2 separate regions of the Ovis canadensis genome follow, and region 2 is linked to region 1. Evidence: chromatin contacts called from public Hi-C data. All regions are on one chromosome and are shown on one strand. The core of a region is the stretch at or near the end of the contact, and the rest is flanking DNA. Distances in the headings are between cores, read along the strand shown.

The links. A called contact is a pair of places that touch in the nucleus more often than the background predicts.
Region 2: a contact with region 1 is called in a Hi-C map of fibroblasts, with 4 times the contacts expected there. The contact joins the enhancer-like site here to the promoter of MAML2 in region 1. A contact is called at or near these places in 2 of 2 Hi-C or Micro-C datasets (fibroblasts and lung).

What each region holds. Positions count from the first base shown.
Region 1 is chr15:21,618,981-21,624,819 of ARS-UI_OviCan_v2, forward strand. It overlaps MAML2 (mastermind like transcriptional coactivator 2), which reads left to right and starts at 2,974. Exons shown (of 5, transcript XM_069554889.1): 1 at 2,974-5,527. The coding sequence starts at 5,009.
Region 2 is chr15:21,937,102-21,943,206 of ARS-UI_OviCan_v2, forward strand. The region is part of intron 2 of MAML2 (mastermind like transcriptional coactivator 2); the gene reads left to right. Among named protein-coding and RNA genes, the nearest start is that of MTMR2, 130 kb to the right of the region's middle. Within about 2 kb of position 1,535, the one cell type or tissue checked has open chromatin away from gene starts, as enhancers often do. A contact at or near this core is called in fibroblasts, where this site is marked.

The DNA of each region.
Region 1 (5,839 bases), core at 1,724-4,223:
ATCTCAGAGAGACAAATTCTGCCAAAAATAGTTTAAAGTCACATTTTGGCATCTTCATTGCTTCTAAATTGCACTTCTAAATTTTCCCTTAATAGAATAAAGTAAAATGGTTTCAGAGTGAACAAATGGACCCTGGCTATTCTGTATCTTTAACTCTTAAAAGTGCCGTTCTAGTAGGGTCTAGTTCCCTGTGAATTTCAGATCCTTGTTTCTTCAAGTGTCAGTTGAACCTCACTTCATCTATTAATGTGGTTCATGGAATGGTCTTCATGATATACATTAAAAATTGCATTTTATTAAGTCCTTACATAGAGATTTAATATTTTCTACAATTAATTTTCCAATGTCATCCCTATTATGATTGTAAACAAAACAGGTAGAACTTACAAAGCTGTGAGAATACTGATGCTGACTTTCCATGTGAAGAATGCATACCTTTTTTAAAAGTATGAAATGGAAATTTTTAATCATGCATCTCTATTCTTATTTGTTTGTTATATGGAAATAATCCTTAGCTATATGAAGTTGCAGTTGAAAGTTGAAGATACAGTGATAGTGTCCAAAAAGATACAGGGCAGAGTTTAGAGGAAAAGTGATGGCTAATTGGGAAGGGTGAAGATCATGAATGATTTGTCTAAAAAGAAGTCCAAGGAAAACAAAAGAATGACTCTAAAGTATCTCTGAAGACCTTGGGAGCATCATTTCTTGTATGTGACGCTACAGACAAGTTTGAACCAACTGAAGAGTGAACGTACCAACTGAAAGTTAAAAATATTTATCTAATAAATAGCATTTACTTAATTTATAAAAATGAAAGCACTAATGACTTTAAGGACTTGTAATGGCAGCTGACTCAGTTCCTAGGTCATGCCTCTTAATGCCTTGAAACATTTTTCTTGTTAGAACAGTATTCTGGCTGTTGATCAGGAAATGCTGATAAGTAGCTTTGCTGATGTCTGAGGTCACTGCAACCGAGCAAGCTTCTTCAGTAGGTGTTTGGAGAGTTCAAGAGACTTTTGTACATGATTACACCAAAAGAACTGCAAAGAGACAGGCTGTCAGGAAATGAGAATTAGCATGGATCAGGGGGCCAAAAGCAAATAGTCGAGAAGAAAACAGAATGTTGAAAAATCAGAATTAACTTTAGTAGGTATTATGACTTAACTGTATTATTTTATCATCATCACTGATATCACTGATTCTATAACAATAGTTTGTAAGCTTACAAGTCTCACATATCAACTTTTGAGATCTTGACATTTATCACTATAGCATTAAATGCCTTATGGTAGGTATCTGTGAACAGTAAAGATGAGGAAGACAGATGGACAAATAAAAAGGAACTAATGCTTTAAAAAAAAAATTCATAGGGCCCTTACAGAAGCTTTAGGGATATAAGAGGGAACAGTTCCATAAAAGGGGAAGACAAGGAAAAAAAATGTTTATTTTATTGGCAGCTGGATATAATTGAGCATATTTTCTCACTTGTCTGCTCTCATACTCAGATGAGTAGTTCTATTCACTACTCATTTCTTGGAGGTATTATAGGACTTGCTTAGACTCCAGCATGTTGATTGAGGTGTAATTGCAGCCCTTGAGCTATTCTGGGTATAGTCTGGTTTCCCTGTAACTCCTTTCACCCTTGATACTGAGGCAGCAAGTCCAGTGGTTAAGAAAGGATAGGTTTGAAATCAGGCTTGAGTTCGAGTCCTGATCTGTTACTTCCTAGTTAGTTTAAATAGTTTATTTTCAATAAGCCTCAGTTTCCTCATTTATAAATGGAGTTAATAATTCCTCTCCCTCAGGATTTTTGGTGGATTGGAGGGAGATTTATGCAAAGTACTGTGCTGAAACAGTGACTAAATAAATAGTAATGACATGAATGGAAATGAGGTGTATGATAATGATGTCAGCTTGAATTTAAATGGCTGTAAAGGGCAAATGTGTACAAAAGACACTGTAAAGGAGAGTCCTACATCACTAGAACATAGTAGGAAAATTTATTAAATTGTTGCTGGACAAGTTTTTAAGGTGTGTCCTTGTCTAGCTTAGAAGTAAAAGTTTAGTAAAAGTTATATCATTTAGAAATAGCAGCTTTGACCAAAAACACTTATTAATCAAAATCCATGCTACTGCAGAACTGTAGCGTGAACAGTGTTTAAATTTATTAAGGTTTTTTTCTTATCAAGTGTGACTGCTGAATATATTAAGTGCTGATAGTAACTCGAGGTAATGTCTAATGAATACACGTTTTTAAAAACCAATCTAAAATGATCAGAACCCCTTCCCTTTTTAATGACACCTCATGAGAGAGTTCTTTCAGATTTGCATACCTAAAAAAGATATTTCTGCTTTTCTCCATGAGTGATGAGAAACTTAGCCTTGGAAGGGACAGACAGCAGTATGTTCCAATGAAAAGTAAAAAAAAAGTTACATTCCATCAGAATGCACTTGTCCCAAATCCCAAAATAACATTCTAGAATTTGTGAAAATGAACTAATGTAGACCAGCCTATCGAGAACTAAAGTAGATAAATGTTTGCACTGATCTTACTCATTTCTAACCACAGCTCAGTTTGAAGCAGGAGCTTGTAACTGAGATGCGAGGTGGTTTAGATTAACAAAGCCCCACTGCTTGACACCTCAAATCCAAATGACTTCCAAATGACTTCCAAATGAGCATAACAGACTATATGGTCCTGACTAGAACAATATTGTGCTCACTTTAGTTTATCCTCCATAAATGGTAATCAGCAGAATCCAGCATGCATTTTGAGAGCTTAAAGGTAGGATTATCTGAAGATGAGACAACAATGTGTGTCAGAGATGTGTTTGTTTTGTGTTAGTGAACTTGAAACTGGACTGCTGCATAATGATTTTCCTCCTTATGTATGTAAACAGACTACCGTGAAGGCCCCAGATCTTGTGTTAGGTTTGTCATAGGGAATCTTGTATTTTCAGAAAAATATTTTTTTGTTGTTTTTTTTTCCTTTTTGAGAACTGATATTTGTAATTTCATCGTGATAGAATATTTTAGTTATTCTTACTGATTTTGCTTATGATCACCGAGATTGACTTAGCCAGAGACAGAGAAAACAGGCTAGCAGGTAGACAGACACTCGCCTGCCCTTTAGGAGCTAATGATGTAATTTCTTCTCTTCACCCACTCCTCCGTTTCCCCCAGTACGCACACACCCTACGCCTCCTTTTCTGACACCCAGGAACGTTTCCTCCGTGTTCACCCAGCTCTCGCTAGAGTGCCCAGGGGTGTCATTGACAACATACTGAAAAATGAAAGTGATATCCTCGAGGGGTGGAGGCGGGGAGCGTAACGGAGGTCTGGCAGGGAAAATACATCTACTGGCCGGGAATTTCTGCACCATTTCGGGCTGGTGAAGTAGTCGGGTAGAGGTTGGGGAATTTCCCCAACGTACCGCCGTCCTGCCCGAGCCGAGCCGGAGTGCGAGCTGCGCGCGCCGACGCCGAGATGCGCAGGCTTCGGGATCCTCCACTTCTTGCCGCTGGGAGGCCCTCTGCGTTCCCCTTTCCCCGCACCGGCCGCCTCGCTCGCCCGTGCAGTGGCACCCGCCTTCCACCAGGGAGCCTCGGGCGAGAGCTCCCCCGCCCTCCGTCCCCCACCCCCCTGCAGCTCGCTGGCTCTCTTTCTCCCTCTGTCTCACTCTCTCTCTTTCTCTCCCTCTCCTATCGGAGCACAATGAAAGCCTGTGTATCGCCGTGACTCCGGGCGGCGGAGCCAGTGTCAGCCCAGCGGCGAACAACAGACGGGAAAAAGAGAAAGGAAAAGACCGGCTACTTTCTTTTCCATCTCTAAAAGCGGAGCAATCCAAGAGATAGAACCACATTGCTTATTGCGAGTCCAGACCCTCAGATCCACTGGCCGGGGATGGAATGTACAAAAGTGGACAGAAAAGTGGCTGGACATGACTCGGTGCAATTTACTGGAAGTTTGTAAGTTTGACCATCGTTTGTAAATTACTCTCGGAAGAGTTTGTCTCTCTTGATACTGTATTAGAATCGAGCCGGGGGTGAGGACTAGAAACGTAAGCGGGAAAGAAGAAGAAGAAAAAAAAAAAAAATGTGTTGAAGGATCTCTCTCTCAGTGGCTAGTGACTTCAGACTGCTTTCATTTAAGGCTGGGAAACCTTAGAGGGAATGAGGATTTTACCGGTGATTGGATTAGCTGAAGAAAAAAGCATGGTCCAGAAGTCCAATTACTGACATTAACAATTGAAAAGCTGTCTCCCTCTTTGGGGAGAAGACCACATCCTACAGCACCCCCAAAGAGGAGGAAACACCGGAGCAAAGGGAAAGGGAGGAAAAATTAAAAGCCAAAAGACAATCTCTGTTTGATTTTTGTACGTTTTGAACATTGACTTCAGAAAGCTTCTGAAACAGCACTTTTTTAAAAAATTGCGGAAAAGTAAAGGCCGTGGGTTACAGAGACCATGGTAGATGTGGGTTCCTCTGCAGAAACATCCCCATAAAAGAATCTTCGGAAACAACTAGGTGACGGGGGAGTCCAGCTCTCTGTTAATACCTCTCACAATTCCCTTTGCTGTCTGTTCCTGTCTCTTGCTTGACAATCCCTGAGTTCCTGCTCTAACCCCCAGATCGTGTGTTTACAAAGTACCTCTTGTCAGCTTGGTGTTGGGGGGCGGGTTGGGGGGAATCCCCTCTAACTCTCTCCAACTTCTCCAGAGCTGTCAAATACAATTAGAGCAAGTTGATCAGGGTTTGTTTCCAACTTATCCTCTGCCATTGGTTTCTGTTCTTTCTCCTCACCCTCTTTTTACTCACTCCCCTCCCCCATACCTTCTCCACTACGCGCCCCCCACCCCCGCCCCACCGCCCCCAGCCTCTGAAGACTTCTATTCATGTGGTCCTGAGCTCTGAGCGCAGATTGTCAAAAGCAGATTTGCCTGTGCTAACCGGCTATAGCTTCCCACCACCTCACCATCCCACGGGCAGCAATCATTGTGTCCAGTAAGATGGGGGACACAGCGCCCCCGCAGGCCCCCACGGGAGGGCTAGGGGGGGCCCCCGGGGCGGGGCTCCTTGGAGGGGGCTCGGTCACCCCGAGAGTGCACAGTGCCATCGTGGAGCGCCTTCGAGCTCGCATCGCAGTCTGCCGCCAGCACCACCTGAGCTGTGAAGGACGCTACGAACGGGGTAGGGCCGAGAGCTCGGACCGGGAAAGAGAGAGTACCTTGCAGCTCCTGAGCCTCGTCCAGCACGGCCAGGGGGCCAGGAAGGCTGGCAAGCACACCAAGGCCACTGCCTCCTCTGCCACAGCCACAGCCCCTCCGCCGGCGCCCGCCGCCCCTCCGACGGCCTCCCAGACGGCAGCGCCCGCGGCCCCAGCGCCCCCGCCGGACTATCACCATCACCACCAGCAGCACCTGCGGAGCAGTAGCAGCAGTGGTGGCAGCGGTGGGATCGACGGCGAGCCCCAGCAACAGCCGCCGGCTTCCACCCCGGGGGACCAGAGGAACTCGGCCCTCATTGCGGTAAGACACCTGGTTTTCTCCTCATTCCGGCGGTGGTCTTGTGGCCTTCGGTCAGGCCGGACGCTGGCCTCGGCCTGATGCCGAGTGGAAGACAGTGCGGAGGGCTACGGTGCCCCTGACCACCCCAAAGGCCGTTGGGCGTCCAGTTGGTGCCGTGTTGTTAAACCCTTCCTCGTCAAGTTCTGCGGTTGCTTGAGCATTGGTTTTCCTCCACCTGTAGAGTATTTCTTAAGGGGTAAGAAACTTGAGTTTCCCAGAGTTTTCTCTGGGGTCCGCAGACTGCAGAAAGGTTGGCTCCAAGCGGCAAGATCT
Region 2 (6,105 bases), core at 285-2,784, 320 kb after region 1:
ATCCCCATACTGCTCCCTCATTAGAAGACCCATGGATAAAGCAGACATGCCTTAAATTACCCAACCTCCCTTAGAAATTATATATTACAGTCACAGTTTAGGTAACTCCTATTAATCCTGGATCCCAGCCTGGGTTCTTCCTCTGATTATCTAAGCGGGTTATTTTACATTTTAGGGACTCAGTGACTTCTTCTGTTAAATATTACTTGATGAATCTTACTATCCTGTTTGTTGTTAGTTGCTTGGTCATGTCTGACTCTTTGTGACCCAATGGACTGTAGCCCACCAGGCTCCTCTGTCCATGGGATTCTCCAAGCAAGAATACTGGAGTGGGTTGCCATTCCCTTCTCCAGGGGGGCCTTCTTGACCCAGGGATCGAACTCGAGTCTCCTGCACTGCAGACAGATTCTTAACCGTCTGAGCCACCAGGGAAGCCCATTTTACTCTCTTAGTGAGCTATTTTTAAAATTAAGATGCAAATTAATAGTATATCTATAAACAGAAGCCCCCTCTAGAGTTACAACATAGAATTCTGTCACTGACAAGGCAGAGTCTGTGAAAGAAGAGTGTTTCTCTGCAAGTAGAAAAATATCCTAAGAAGTGCGAAATTTCAGTCTGCAACTAACTGGAAGTCCTATGTGGAGTTTGCAGGAAGTGACCCACGCATCGCTAGAAGATGGTTCTTTTTTATGCCTTCTACCCAAAGATTACACACCAGTAAAGCCTGGTCCATAAATGTCTAACATGAAGAACTCTCAGAGTGAGGGCACCCAAGTTGTAGGCTCCATCTCCATTTCCAAGTCACAGATCCACATATATGCCTAAAAGCAGGGAAGGAGCAGACAAAATACCAAACAGATTAAGAAAGAAAGAAAAGATGCTCCCAAACATTCGTTGTTCGCCCACATGACTTACTGGTGTGTTAATGTCTCGCATCAGCCACGACTAATGAGAATGCTGCCCCTATTTCCCTTTTAGTTTATAAATGGAGTGGCATTATGTAATCACCCTAATGAGGTAATAGAAACATAAGTACACAGGAAAATTTGATAGGGTTTCTCCTAATTCATCCTGGGCTGTGTTGGTCACCGCCCCCCAAACCCATTAACCCTCCCTTTCCCCTCCACACTCCCCCCTCTGACTGGCTGAGTCTCTAGTCCCAGAGGACATATTGTTGGCTATTATTTATAATAAGTCTCTCTCCTCTTGGCAGGATATAGAACAGCTGTTGGTCTATTCTCTGCCACAAAGACCAACTTCCCTCTTTTGCCCTGGATGACTGGAAGAAAGTTGGGGCGAGGAGCAATTTATAGTCATGTTACAGCACCTCTATTTTCTTTTATGTTTATTTATATTGCTTCCATTTTTGTCTGGGGTTTCTGAGATAATCAAGATCACTCTGCTACAGAATTTTCATTTGGGGAGGCTCTGGTGGCAGTTGATGGCATTTTTCTTCATTGAGTCAGACATGTTAGAACTCCAGGCTAGAGGAAATAGTGAACATTTCTTCTGTGAGAGTTTGAGAATCAATGTGGTTTCCCCTGACCTCGCCTCCACTTCGGAACTGGCGAGTATGTTCTATGTTACAGGGACAATAAATGACTCTGTCTGAATTTTTCAGTGGTAGGCACCTCGTCGTCATCAGCATTCTGCCCCTGAACTGTAGCGAGGTCCCTGTTCAGTGAACGTTTGGCGGGTGACCTGAGCCCTGAGGAGGGTCCGGGTCTGTCCACCATTCGGTGTCAGGTTTTCTGACACACCAGCTCTTGAGTCTCAGTCCAGACGTCCAGGCCAGACAAGCCCATCTGGGGAGGGCCTTTTCCTGAGGTCTTTCGTCTTGGAGTCCTTTTGACTCCAGGACTCATCCTAGGCACTTGAGGTCTTGAAATCTCAGAGGGACACTGAATCTTTGGAGCATCTCTGGAAGTGGAATCTGGAGACAAGTTCTCTGTTCTTTTAGGACTTGAAGGAAATCACAAAGTAGGAAACTGGTCTGAGACCCCAGACCCAGAAAAGACCCAAATGGCTTTAACAGGAAGGAATCACTGCCCAGCATTATGGTCTCTCCTCATGACAGAGTGTTTGGAACTGAGACGGGTTGGCGGCTGGTCAAGGCTGTGTTTATGAAGACCAGGCAGAAACAGAGTGGGGTGGTTCAATCTGAGGCCCTGGGGCGTGGCAGAGAGAGATGGGCTTCTGGTTCCCTAATTTATGTGAAAATAGCTTCATTCGTATTAGTAATAGCTAACTTCCTCCATAGTTCAACAAGCCCCTCTCCTGGAGGAGACTTGGAGAGCTTGGAGAGACTTGGATTTCTGTGTGGTAGGAGCCTCTTTGTAAGGGTTCCTAAGGCCCTTTCAGATTTCCCAGTCTGTGTTTCTGAGTGTGTCGCAGGCACCCTGATGGAACTGGAGGACCTCTGTCTTGTCTCTGAGACCTCACAGCCCACCCAGTGAGCACCTAACGGGGTTCTTGACAGACACACAAAGAAGCTACATGGTTAAAGAGGATACTAGGTGCTAAAGCCACTGAAATGCCTGCCTTTCTGATAATTTTCAGCATTTTGTGGACAACAGGAAAGAAAGAATTATAATACCTATGGTTTACAGAGTGCTTATATAGAGGATGAGATGGTTGGATGGCATCACTGACTCAATGAACATGAATTTGAGCAAACCCTGGGAAACGGTGGAGGACAGGGGAACCTGGCATGCTGTAGTCCATGGGGTCACAAAGAGTCAGGTTCAACTTAGCGACTGAACGACAACATAGAGTGCTTATGACATGACAGATACAGTGCATGTCACTTGCCATATGTTACCTCATGATCTTGTTTCGAATCATTGGAGACAGTGTCATAGTGCTCACTTTTGCCAAGTTTTGAGCCAGGCCCTTCAGAAGTGGAAAAGGAAGCTGATCAGAGTGGATCAGAGAGTAGCTTAAGATTTCTCTGGAGAAGGAGAGACTTGGGCCTGACCCACAATCAGATCCAGGTAAACTTCGGCCCTTTCTTTTTGCCCTTGACCCATATCCCTGGTTATGCTGATGCCTCCTGAGCGGTTGCTTATTAATGCAAATAAGTTGTAATTGGCAGGCTGTCAGGCATTGCAGGAGATGGAGAGGCAGGAGCGCCTTCACTAAAAATCCTCGTAGGAAGTCCTTGGTGGTCAAGGCCACGTTTAGTAAAGACTGGGCAGAAGTAGAGTGGAGTCGTTCATCTGAGGCATTAGGGTTTCCCGGTGGCTCAGCTGGTAAAGAATCCACCTGCAATGCAGGAGATCTGGGCTTGATCCCTGGGTTGGGAAGATCCCCTGGAGAAGGGGAAGGCTACCCACCCCAGTATTCTGGCCTGAAGAATTCATTCAATGGACTGTATAGTCCATAGGGTCGTAAAGAGTCGGACACAACTGAGTGACTTTCACTTTCACTTTCACTTTCAGGGGGTGGAAAAGAGAAGATTGGCTTCTGATTCCCTTATTTATTTATGTATGAAAATAATTTAGTAAATATTCGTAATAGCTAACTAGTATTAAAGTGCACACTCACATTACATAATATGCCAGTTAAGCCAGACTGCCTGAGTTCAGACTCCACACTAGAGTTGTAAGTTTGAGGCAACCGCTCTATGCCTCAACTTCACTGTCTATAAAATATATAGAATATCTGCTTTACAGAAGTCTTGTTAAGGATTAGATGAGATGCTGTGTGTCAAGTGTTAACATAGTGCATGCGTGGATACATTCGAAGTCACTTCAGTCGTGTCTGACTCTTTGCTGCCCCATGGACTATAGCCCGCCAGGCTCCTCTGGCCCTGGGATTCTCCAGACAAGAATACTGGAGTGGGTTGCCATGCCCTCCTCCAGGAGATCTTCCCAATCCAGAGATCGAACCCGTGTCTCTTATGTCTCTGGTATTGGCAGGCATGTTCTTTATCACTAGCACCACCTGGGAAGCCCATTTAACATAGTATCTGGTATTTTAATAAATATTGGCCACTAACATGTCACCCCACTCCAGTACTCTTGCCTGGCAAATCCCATGGACGGAGGAGCCTGGCGGGCTGCCGCCCATGGGGTCACGAAGAGTCGGACACGACTGAACGCCTTCCCTTTCATGTTTCACTTTCATGCGTTAGAGAAGGAAATGGCAACCCACTCCAGAATCCCAGGGGCGGCGGAGCCTGGTGGGCTGCCGTCACACAGAGTCGGACACAACTGAAGCGACTTAGCAGTAGCAGCAGCAGCAACATTACTATTACTATTAATAATACATACCTCTGTTTCTATAAGATATGAAGGCTAAGTAAGAGAAGGGCCTTGCATATCTTTGTTTCTAGCACAATTCTTGGTGCATTGTAGATTCTTAATGAATACTGGCTGGCTGGCCGGATAGATAAATGAATTTGAGTTTATTTGGATAAAGGCACTACCGAAAAAAATCTCATTCTTTCCAGATCCCCTCCTAGAAAGTCACACTTCATATGTTGCACAAAGGAAGTCACCATGATACTAAACCACCTTGCAACATCCAGCAGGCAGTTCCTTAGGCACAACTAGACATTCAGGCTCACAAGACTACTGTTACATCATGTTTGACATCAGCCTGCCGAGAAGGATATAAGACAGGAACTATAGTTGCCAGCAGATCAGCATCATACATTGTCCTGTAATCAGAGCTACCAGCACAGGTGTAAGCTGATGCACTCCATGTTGGGCAGGTGAAGGAGCTGCCTTTGCGTAAAAAAGCCTTATGTGCCACAGCAGTCAATAACTCTTACAACAACTCCAAAGACACAGCTTGCAGGGTCCTCTCGAGGGACTTCTAGTTATAAGAACTGCTGCACTCAGAGCGCAAAGCCTGGCATTCCCATCAGGTGCTTACAGTTCATTTGTACTTCTCCCCCACCCCCAGTCCAGATGCAGCCTACCAATGAGGGGTCATTTTTTTTTTTTACCATATGCAGTGTTGCCTAGTAACATAGTTGACACATACCATCTTTATCTGTTTCTAGGGAAACCAAGCTAAGAAGTTAACCAAAGGTCAGATTCTCATGCAAAAAGGGAAAGAGTTTTTAACTCTATGCCCACTCCATTTAAATAGTTACTTACAACACAGTCTGAGAAACCTATATGGTATCCCTGTAAAAAACTCATTCTTACATCTCATATCTGCCAGATATATTTCCCAAAGTAGACTTATATAGATGTGGCCACATTTTGCACCCTCCCTTCAACAACCAAGAGTCAAGCACAGTCATTCTCGACAGTAGCCTGCCCCCACTGTCACCCATCCCCACTTCCACTCAGCAATCTCGTCCTCCAGAGACCACGCACACTTAGGTCTCTACACACACACACTCACTTTTACAAATGCACAAGAGATTTCTGTTTCCTCGGACCCGTATCATCTTGATAGATTATCCTAGCCTAGAAGTCACCTAGATCTTCTGAGTTTTGCCCTTCCATACAGAGTTGATGGGAAGATAAAATGAAATTAAAAGATGCAAAGCATTGAAAGGACCATAGTAAAAATTTAAACTAGTTTTCCTATTCAGTGAGTGGAAGTGAATTCCAAATATGGGTGAATGGCATCAGATCTGCCTAAGTGGGGAGCACAGAGCAGTCTCAACTTCCCTGATTTAAATTATTAGTGATGCTAGCCATCTTTACTAAAAGTAGTTAGGGAGATTTTTCTTTTGACCCATGGGAACCACTAAACTCTCCAATCATTTCATCTTCTAAGCAGCCATGATGTGGTAGAAAGTTTCTGTGTGTGTGAAGTTGTTTCAGTCGCATCTTTCAAACCCTGTGGACCATAGGCAGCCAGGCTCCTCTGTCCATGGGATTCTCCAGGCTAGAATACTGGAGTGAGTTGCCATGCCCTCCTCCAAGGGATCTTTCTGACCCAGGGATCAAACCCAGGTCTCTTAAGTCTCCTGCGTTACAGGGCTGTTCTTTACCACTTTACTTCTCTGAGAAGCCCAGAGAATTTGGTTAGTACCAACTCGTCTTAGTATATTCATTTCCCTGCCCCAGTGCTGATAATAGTTTCTATTTATTAAATTATTAACAAAGTGCTTTACTTACACTCTCTCATTTAATCATC